2 separate regions of the Mus musculus genome follow, and region 1 is linked to region 2. Evidence: chromatin contacts called from public Hi-C data. All regions are on one chromosome and are shown on one strand. Each heading gives the region's core, a stretch centred on a gene start, on an enhancer-like site or on the middle of the called end of the contact. The rest is flanking DNA. Distances are from core to core; before and after follow the strand shown.

Region 1 (5,251 bases), core at 646-3,145, 150 kb after region 2:
GGCCAAACCAGCTAACTAACACACTGACCACAGTTCAGCACTGTGGGAATTTCAAAATCAATGCTTAAAAGAATTAAATACATTCTCCTCTATTTTTCACTCATTCCTGTTCTATCTTAACTCCTCACATTCTTCTTTAGGGCCTGACTTGACAAATCCCCAAATGACAAAGATTAAGAGGGTACCTGTGTTAATTATGAAGTAGCAGAGCTGGAGATCGATGCAGGCAGTTTAGAAGTGACTCCCACATCCTCAGTTCTGTGTCTCCCTGTGTCTGTAACTTGGGAGAGTTTCTTTCCATCCGTAAACGTCATAACATTTGGTCTCACTTGTGTGGTGACCGTGAAGCTGGAACTTGTCCTCCAAATAAGGCAAACTGAAAAACGTGCTTAGCTTATAGATGAGCACACCCTTTGTTCAGTGGCCCTTATGGATGGAGTTCTAGGTTACAGTCATAGGAAGTGCATCACATATATGCAATACATCCAACACTTAATGACCTACTTTTGTAAATTATGGATTGGTTCAAATATGTACTATTTAGTGAATAAAAACTATTTGTTTTATGATAGTGAATTTATAGGATTGCATACTTCAGTGCCAATGTGGAAAACTCTAAATCAACTGGTTTGTTTGTTTGTTTGTTTGTTTATTTAGTATCATAATACAGTATTTAAAGATGACCCACTTTGCTTTAAAAGTGTATAAGCTCTAAGGCATCTCAGTGTACTTGGGACTGTGTTACCTGTTCTTCTCTTCAAATTACTGTCTGCATGATTGTCACTGTCTCCCGGTTCCACAAAGAACTCCTTGATGACATTTATCAGCCTCCGTTTTTAGACATGATTTCATTAAAAGCCATTCTCCTATAGTCGTTGTGCTCTCTCTGTTTAATGTGGTCTGTAGAGTTCATCAGATGTATGTGTTAATGGCATCAGCTGGGTTCAGGTTTCACTATAGCTGAACCTCTCTATTGTTAATCACTTAGCTAACATATGTCAATATCATAGTATGGAATGACACTCTCTGCAGCTCCTTTATATTCCTGTCACTGCCCTTTCTGAAAGATTAGAAAAGTATCGATTATCATTGTTAATTCAGAAGTGGTGGGTATGTGTTGGCTTCCCCTCACTAGAATACAACAGCACTCAACTTGGGTTAGAACCTTTCAACTTGCTCAGCCTTTTTTAGTGATTTTTTCTTCAGTCCTTCCTTTTCTCTCTTCGTTTGCTACTTTCACATGCAAAAACCAGGGGCTTGCAATTCCAAAAGAGGAGAGATGTTTATATCTTTCTACTTCAAGTCACATCCAACATTTCTCATCTTGAAGTGGCACAGCTAGGAGTAATCTTTGTTTGCTTTCTGCAGTGTTATCGCTCCCTGGGGACACACAGGGAGTCTAAGACTGGGTGGGAAAATGTTGTAGATTTGTACAGGATGTATATTGCACTTTAGAATTTTTGGCATACTGAGATAATTTTGATCCTCATATCTTATATTTGGTGTCCTTTGATAGCTTAGAGTTGAATAAAGTCTCTCTCTCTCTCTCTCTCTCTCTCTCTCTCTCTCTCTCTCTCTCTCTCATTCTTACTCTGTCCTCTTTAAGTCTGATGTCATTGTAAACAGAAAGATGAGGGCCTAATATTGAAGGGCTGCTAGCTTCAGGGTGAGTGGTGGGCTCAGCAGAGTGTGATGGTAGAGAGTCATTCCACTTCAAGGAGGATACTGCCCAATTTTTTAAACTTAATAGGATTAGTCATGGGAACTATTTTTAGCAGAAGTTCAACTTTATCCATGTATTTTAATGTGGGAAAATTGTGTCCTTTTCCCTCTGCTAATGTTTGATGTATTCCAGCCCTCCTGTGAGTGTGTTTGAGTATCTTAGGGGATCTGGAGTGGAGGAGAACTTCCTCTCAGATTCTCTCTGTTTTCTTTCGGGAAAATGACATTCCAAAGCTGTTTCACTTTCTGACAGGAAGTGGAGCCTTGCCAAAAATGATTAAAGTCCAAGAAAACATAACAGCCCCAAAGCTGCCGCAGTTCTTTAGGAGCCCAAGTTTGACATTGTGTCAAACAAACATGAAATATTGTTTAATAAATTTGAATAATACAGAGATAGGGGAAAATCATTCTTGGCTTATAGCAGTAGTGCTTTGTATTGAGTATGTAAAAGACTACCTACTCCTAACAAATTGAAATTAATACGTGAATACTCTTGTGTAAAGTTATCCCAGCTTGTGACTTCCTCTGTTATACTAGTTATCTATAAGAGGGAAAAAAAACTTGTCTGAATTATGTGTAAGTTCAAACAATTATGCATAGTGTTCAGGGAAATAACTCTGATAGTGCAATCCACCCCTCTCGTAGTACATAGTTTTCAAGAAAATATAAAAGGTACACAGTGGATTCATTGATAAATTCATTTATAACAAAAGAGTTTTATTAAAAGGGGTTAGATAATAACTTAAACTTAAGTTGATATTTGGAAAAATAAACCACCAAAACTTTATACAATTTCACTATATTCCCACCCAAGATAATTATGACCTTCCTCTATCAAATAAAGCTAAAAAAGAAAAAAAAACCCATAAACTTCTCTTATTAAAAAACTAACACCTCTTTTTTTTTAAAAAAAAAAAAGGAAAAGTTTAAAATACTGGACTTAAAACACACCTGAAAACTTAATCCTTATATTAAAAATTCTTATTTCTGTTATCTTTGATGTTACTATTCCAGGTGTATATTTGAAATATATGTTTTAATGAAAACTATTCAGTAATTTCTGTACTCACAGACACTCAACAAATCCCACAATTCATGATCACTATTTAGACATGTTAAATTGATTAGAGAAGTCATTCACTGTCATTGGGTACCATTTGTCACTTCATAAACAGCTGCAGTGTGCTGCCTCCAAATGCAGAAGGACCAACAAATAAATCACATCAAATGGTGGGAGTAGATGCTATCCTTTCATCTATAATTGGTATAGCCCTTTTCTGTCACATTTGCTCATTCTTATGATTCTAGTGTGGATTGACAGACAGGGAAAGGGCAGCCTCTGTCAAAGATGTTCAGAGAGTGTGTGTTCGGGTGATGTACCTGCTAATAGATATCCATCATAATATTACATTAATGTCACCATGCATCAAACATACAACTTACCCATCTAGGTATCTGATGTTAGACCCATAAGGATCTGTTCCCACAGGAAATAAGCTCTTAGCTTTGACAGGAAATTGATAGATGTCAAAGCAAAAACATGATTTACAGATACAAAGGAAAATAAGTGTACATTGCACATACCATTCCAGTGTGTGTAACTATAAAATTAGAAAGTTTAATTTCAGACACTATAATAAATATATATAGAATGGGATTTTTTTGCTAATTTCAATATACAATTCATTTTTAAGCAATTTTTTTCTTTTCTTATTAAACTAAAAGTAGCCACTGTTACAATTAATGCTTGGTATTATGTCCTAGATTAAGACTTTAATGAAAATCTGCTTTCTTGGAGGTCAAAACTCTTTCACCCTGCAATATCTATGTGTTTTTAGTGCATGTGTTCATGTATATATGCATACCACCATACACAGAGGCTTCTGTATATATTATGCAATAGAGTCATACCAACATTAAAAATTAACATAAATTAATGAAGACAATATACTTTCATAATGTCAAGTCTTTAAACACTGTGCACTTTGGGGAAATAGAAATGGCCCATGGTTGTTGCTGAACTGTCTCTCCTACATTGTGATCAACTTTGAGAAGATAATGTTTGTATCCACTCAACTAACTGGAAACTCATGTTGGAGAAGCTGTGTTATTTTTTTCAATCTGAATTTGCATGTGCTATCTCATTGTATTTCCATTGAATCATGATTATTTTGATTCCTATTTTATAGACTAGGAAATAAAGGTGGCAAGAAGATATTGTGCACAATATTGTGCCCCCCGTCCCCGTGCATGCTAAAGGAAAGAACCTATGGTGGTGAGGCTAGAATTGTTTGACTCTAAGTTGCTTTGCATTGTGTTTCCTTACACAATTGTGAAGCAAACAAGGTAGTGGTAGCAGGAAAGGCAACCACCATAGGTCTGTCTGCAAATGTACTGCTGTCCCCCACATGTCACATTTCTAAATGCTGGATTCAGAAGTGGCATATTTGGGAAGCTTCCTCCTACAGAACTCTAAGCTTCATCCCATGTCTAAGCTGAAGATCCCTGAAGAAAGAAACCAAGTAGGTGAAGGGTTTCTGAGAGCAGACGAAACCAGGCTAGACCAATATAGAAACTAATTGTTGAAATGGTTTCTGGTCTTACACTTAACTAGTTGAAATCTACTCTCCCTCCCTCCCTCCCTCCCTCCCTCCCTCCCTCCCTCCCTCCCTCCATCCCTTCCTTCCTTCTTTCTTTCCTTTCTACCTTCCTTTCTTCTTTCCTTCCTTCTTCACCCTTCTCTCTTTCTCTCTTTTTCTTTCTTTTCTTTATTTTTTCTTTCTGTCTCTCTCTCTTTCTTTCTTTCTTTCTTCTTTCTCTCTGTCTCTCCCTCCCTTCCTTCCTTCTTTCCTTCCTTTCTTCCTTTCTTTCTTTCTTTCTTTCTTTCTTTCTTTCTTCTTTCTCTCTGTCTCTCCCTCCCTTTCTTCCTTCTTTCCTTTCTTTCTTTCTTTCTTTCTTTCTTTCTTTCTTTCTTTCTTTCTTTCTTTCTTTCTTTCTTTCTTCCTTCCTTCCTTCCTTCCTTTCTTTTCTTTTTTTCTCTCTGTCTCTCCCTCCCTCCCTCCCCCCCCTCTCTCTCTCTCTTTCTTTCTTTCTTTCCATCTCTCTTTTTCCTTCGTTCCTCTCTCTCTCTCTCTCTCTCTCTCTCCTCTCTCCTCCCTTCCCTTCTATAAAGAAAATAAACCCTTGAAGGAAAATGTGGAAAGTTATAAACAACGGTGAGAACTCTCCAAAGGCCATGCCTTATTCTCCTGGGGGATCATATTTCCTACAATTGGCTGGATTCAATGGGAACCTTGAAAGATGGGTTGCAATAAAAATGAATTGCTGCAACCTTTTCTGGGTGATTCATTAATAGGAAGTAATGCTTGCTTTTCCTATTGGCTGATTCATTTTGGTTTCACCAAACACATTTGTTTTGTAAAGTCTAATTTCCAAAAGAATAATGAATCTGTTGCTCTTTATCTAGTGGATAGTTAAAAAGAAAAATACCAAATTAATTTGACAGTCAGTTTAGGTAAATAAACAGTAC
Region 2 (5,522 bases), core at 2,986-5,485:
ATCAAACCCTCCGGAGATTAGTTACACTGTTGCCAGACTTCACCCTAGCTTTAGGAAGGAAAGAACTGACAGCAAACATGGTTAGAGAGTGCTAACCAAGTTAGCACAGCTAGTAAGCAAAGTAGCAGCAACTCACCCTCGGGCTGAGCATGTCATGAAGAACAAGCCAGTAAGCGCACCCGTCCATGGCCTTGGAATCAACTCTGATGTCCAGGTTTGAGTTCCTGCTTAGGTTTGTTTCAACAGACTGTGACTGTAAGCCAAGTATACCTCTTCCTCCTCTCCAACTGTTTTTGGTCATTTTTCATCACAACAATGGCAACTCTGGTAGTAAATAGCTGAAAAGGCACATTTCTGCGACTTTTCTATGGGTTATACAACCAACAAGATTTGACTTCAGTTACATCATTTACTTTCACATGTACATAATTTCAAAAGGATGGGATATAATAAGTAGAAAATATAAATAACTGATCCTGCCTATTTACGCTGTGAAAAAAAACTTTGATTAATATGCTGAGTGGTGTTATGTAAAATGAAAATATTGAATGGTACATATGATTTAGGTTGGATTAATATCCTGAAGCTATATTTTTCATCACACACTGGGGACATGAATTATTTTGCACATTGTAATGATCTACTAGATTTTCAGCTGCTATGACCACTTAATTAGAAAATTTCTTAGATGGTAGAAAATGAGACAAATTGGTTCAGTTCTTTTGAATTTATTTCAGGAAATTTAAGAGTTATGTATTTTCTAAAGTAGGTTTGTGTACTTCAAAATCATATTAGTTGTGTTGTTTAAAAAGTATTTTCAATGCTATATAGGCTTCGTATGTCATATTGTATTCTGTAATAGATATTTCTACTTCAGGACCAGAAATCCACATAAAAGTTCCATAATAAATTATGTGACACATTAGAATCATGTTCACAGTTGTCTGAGTATTATTAATAATACTTCACGTTATTTCGAGGCTCTTCGTGACTTGTTTGTCAAGAAATGGTATTGTGATACTTTAACATCAGTAATTCAAATGTTAATTCCCTAAACATAATGCAGGGCGGGGCATTACGCTTGCTTTGTAGAAATGGGATATTGAAGTATTGTAAAGATCACGTGCTTTGTAAGGATCTTCAGGAGCCAGCATAGGGTAGTCTGATGTGAAGAGACCTTAATGCACTATAATGCCTGTGCTATAGTTGCAAAGACATAACTTCTAATGCATGTTAATGCCTGCTAACTCGTTAGCTACTGTGTGGTAGTTTGTATGAGGTATCCTGCATAAGTCTTGGGCGTATGAATACTTAGTTCCAGTTATTGCTATGTTTGGAGACGTTTAAGAGGTGTGTCTTTGTTATAAGAGAGCCTGCTAGAGGCAGCCTTTGAGGTTTCAAAAACCATACAATATATTCCCAATTTGTTTTCTCTGGTTCTTGTTTTTTGTTTGAAATGTAAGCTCTCAGCTGTCTTTGCTACCATGCTTAGGTCTGGTCATTATGGACCCTAATGCTAGAATGTTAATCCTTAAATAAACTCTTCTATATGTTTTGTATATTTTTTTCTTTTCTTTTTCCTTTTTTCTGTATGATATAAAAAAAACAAATATTTTAAATTTTGCATGCATAGGTGTTTTCTTGCATGTCTCTTTGTGTAGCACATTCATGGCTGGGGTCAACAGAGGCCAGAAGGGAGTGTTGGATCTCCTAGAGATGAAATTTAAGATGGTGCTAGATACCATGTGATTCTGAGGACCAAATCGGAGTTCTCTACTAGAGCAGCAAATGCTATTAACCACTGAGTCACTCCCTGTATGACTATTTTTATGGAACATTTATTATTAAATTGATGTTATTATCCACACTTATCATTTATTTTGACCACAATCAGCCACAGTTACCCTGGGTTTTGTCTTATTTTCTCTTCCATGATTTCGTTTCTTTTTCCAAATTGTTCCCATTACACCTTTATGTCCTTTTTTTTTTTTTTAAATTTTTTTTTTTTCCGAGACAGAGTTTCTCTGTATAGCCCTGGCTGTCCTGGCTGGCCTTGAACTCAGAAATTCACCTGCCTTGAACTCAGAAATTCGCCTGCCCCTGCCTCCCGAGTGCTGGGATTAAAGGTGTGCACCACCCGGCTCTTTATGTCTTTTTAAAAAATTAGTTTTAGAACTTGGGTTATCCATGAAATGTTTTTCTTTCTGTATCTATATGGTTTATTTCACTTAACATCATGTCTAATGCCATTTATTTCACTCTAAGTAACGTGATCTTATTCCCTTTTATGACCAAGTAATACTTATTGTACATGCATCACATGTTTTTTATCCTTTCACCTAATTCTAGAACTTGCCTATTTTGAGTAGTGCTTTGTTAAACATAAGTATGCTGGTATTCTACTGCATGATGTTTTGCATTATTTCAAGTATATGACAAGGGATAAAATAACTGCAGCATGCTGTATTTAATGTCCCAACTTACTTTTCATCATTGTGATAAAACAGGGACCAAAGCCGCTTCATCTTACGGCTTGTAGTCCATTACTGAGGGAAGCAGAAGTTTCCATTCAAGGTAGGAGTGTGGGGGCAGAACTGAAGCGGAAGTCACGGAGAAGTGCTGCTTACTGGCTTGAACCGTATTAGCTTGCCCAGCTTGCTTGTATACCCAGAATTACCTGCCAAGGAGTGGCACCACCCACAGTGGCCCACCCTCCATCAGTTATCAACCAAGCAAACGCCCCACAGACTATTCCTCAAGTCAGTCTGATGGAGGGACTTCCTCAAGTGAGTGAGGCTCTCTCTTCCCAGTTGATTCTAGTTTGTGTTGTTGACCTAACGAACCAAGATCTTCTATTTTTAGTTTGTCAAGGTACTTATTTCTGTGGTAAATAGACTAATTTGCATTCTCATCAACAGCTTTGTTTTGTTTTTTAAATTTCTTTTGGAGAAGAATTAGCAAGGACGTAGGTAGAGGAAGAAAGAGAAAGCAGGCTTCTTGAAATAGCAGCTCCAGTTCCCAGAAGACATTGCAGGGAGAAACGGTGCAAAGGCTTGGGGGTCAATATCTAAACAGGGCACTCTTGGAAATGGGAAAGTCCACAGTCGCTATAAAAAATCCAAGCCAGCATCCATTTAAAGGACAACAAATCTATAGATCTCTCCCACCCCAAACAGATGAAGTTATTACACTAATTTTCTTTGATGTTTGGTCTTCTGTCTTTTTCTGTGGGGGGGAGGGCATCCAATTATTTGTGCATACCAGAGTAGGGTCCTTGTAGACAGCTCCCAGCACCTATTAAACTTGTGATACATCCTTACTAGATTCGTTACTTTGTTTTTTGTTTTTGTTTGTTTTGTTTTGTTTTTTTTTGTTTGTTTTTGATGGTAGCCATTGTGACAGGGATGAAGGTGCATGTTTGACATCTTAGTGCAACAGTTTATTTTTTTTAAATTTTTGTAATTTGTTATTTTTTATTGGTATGTTGATAAAAAGGCCAGTCAGCCTTGAATTCATTCTTTAACCTAGGCTACCCTTGACATTTACTATGCAGATTAGGACTGGCCCTTAACTCATCATGTAGCCTAGGCTGGCCTAAAATTCAAGATTTTCTGGCTCCTGTCTCTCAACTCAATTGTTTGCTTTTAGTTTTGCTTTCTTTTATTCTTTTGAACTGTAGTTCCCTAATAGCTGAAGAGTTGGATGTTTTTTCTTGTATCTATTGAGAAGTATTTCTTTAGCTAGTTTGCCTACTCACTGATAGGGTTATTTGCTATTTGGGTATTATTTCAGACATATAACATAGGAATAACTAGGACATATTTTCTCCCATACTTTGATTGAGAATATGGAGTCAACAAACACATTTGGTTTTTTATTGATTGTGTTACATTGATAACATTGTTGATTTTGCATTGGTGCAAAGTCTATAATTACGTTTCATGTGATTCTCATTATGCACTTCGCTCTTATTTTGTTAGTGACATCAGTCAAACACCTCATGCTTCAACTGCAAGGGCTGCGGTGAAGAGCTACGTTAGCTAAAGCATGTGAAATTGACTTGAGGACAAACAAACTCTATACTTACTGTTATTTATGCTTGAGAATGGGTAAATACAAGCAACCATTTATTTGGCCCAGCCAACCTTTTGGTTCTCTGACTTTCTATTTGGACCACTAAGTCTGCTGCACAGACATGTCTTGCCCAATAAGATTTGGAGACATATTTGACATTTCACCTCTTGCACAAGTCCTGGCTAGATGCAGCTTCTGTGTGCTCCAAAGTACCCCATGTATAACTGCACCAATGCATTTACTGCACTGGACTGGCCGGGTGGTCCGTCAGGCAGAGGTTCTAGAGAGTAGCCACAGTCGGTTTTCATTTTCATCTCTCCTTCACTGTAGAACATTTGGCCCACTCTAGACGCTTCTGGATGTTTACCAAACCAGTCCTAAAGCTTGGAGACACACTGGTGACTAATACATATTTTAAACAAATATTCCTGTTTAAAACACTGTTTCATTTAGTTAGCTGATGACTTATAATAAATATGACTTTGTAATTTCTAATTGGAAATCTTTTAATTTCTTAATTAGGTTTGCCAGTTTATCTTGAGTCTAGTAGAAAGCCACGAGTATAATTATCTTTCCTTTTCCTAGTATTACTTGGGATTTTCTCTTTTCCTTTCTTTCCTTCTGCAAGACATGAGAATTCCTTGCAACTTTTTCCTTTCTCTGTTCTACCGAGCAGTTTATGGACAGGCAAGCTGCCAAATGGTGATCCATTTTCTCAAAACGTTGTCTGAGACCATGCCAGCCAGGCACACGGGCTTGTCTACCGCATCAGAGTACACTCGCAGAACTTGTGCAAAATTATGTTTGACATTAAATTATAAACCCTTAGCATAATAATAAAAAATAAATAACCCTCAAAGCAAATTAAAAATATGTTTTCACTGGAGCAGGTTCTTAGCACACTGGAAACTCGATCTTAGTCATCAATCCATGGGCACACTTCCATTTCTGGAGGGGTTTGAAATTTCTGTCTGTGCAGAGAAAAAAATTCTAATTCATAAAATGAAAATTAGCTAATAATATAATTTTTCCTCCTGAACTGCTCTGTTGATGAAAACATGTCCACTGCTATCATAGAAATGACTGACTTTTCAAATAAAATAGTTTGTGTTGCCATAAACAGAAGGGTAATGGCCACTGCTGAGTTTTGCCAAAAGAAAGAGTAGCCAGCTGTGGCTGGCTCATCTCTCTCTCTTCCCTTTTCCCCTCCCTCTCCCTTTCTGTCCCCCTCTCTACCTCTCCTTCCCTCTCTTGCTCCCCCTCTCCTTCCTTTCTCTCTCCCTCCCCAGTCTCTCCTCTCTCCTGCTGAAATATTGATTTAAATATCCCTTCTTGGGACTGTAGATTGATAGAGTCCAAAGAGAGCCCAGGATAAAGAAGAGACCCTTGTGAATCTGTGCATTCTGGTTCTTCACAGTAATAAAGAGAACAAGGGTGGATGGCAGAGA

The links. Hi-C and Micro-C count contacts between places; a contact is called where the count stands out from the background.
Region 1: a contact with region 2 is called in a Hi-C map of 3T3-L1-derived adipocytes, with 2.5 times the contacts expected there. The contact joins two enhancer-like sites. A contact is called at or near these places in 9 of 484 Hi-C or Micro-C datasets (3T3-L1-derived adipocytes, the G1E-ER4 cell line, the N1E-115 cell line and 1 more).

Annotation. Positions count from the first base shown.
Region 1 is chr2:45,513,091-45,518,341 of GRCm38.p6, forward strand. No RefSeq gene overlaps it. Among named protein-coding and RNA genes, the nearest start is that of Gm30792, 22 kb to the right of the region's middle. Within about 2 kb of position 1,896, at least 41 of the 459 cell types and tissues checked have an H3K27ac peak or open chromatin away from gene starts, as enhancers often do. A contact at or near this core is called in 3T3-L1-derived adipocytes, where this site is marked.
Region 2 is chr2:45,363,211-45,368,732 of GRCm38.p6, forward strand. No RefSeq gene overlaps it. Among named protein-coding and RNA genes, the nearest start is that of Gm13479, 24 kb to the right of the region's middle. Within about 2 kb of position 4,236, at least 12 of the 459 cell types and tissues checked have an H3K27ac peak or open chromatin away from gene starts, as enhancers often do. A contact at or near this core is called in 3T3-L1-derived adipocytes, where this site is marked.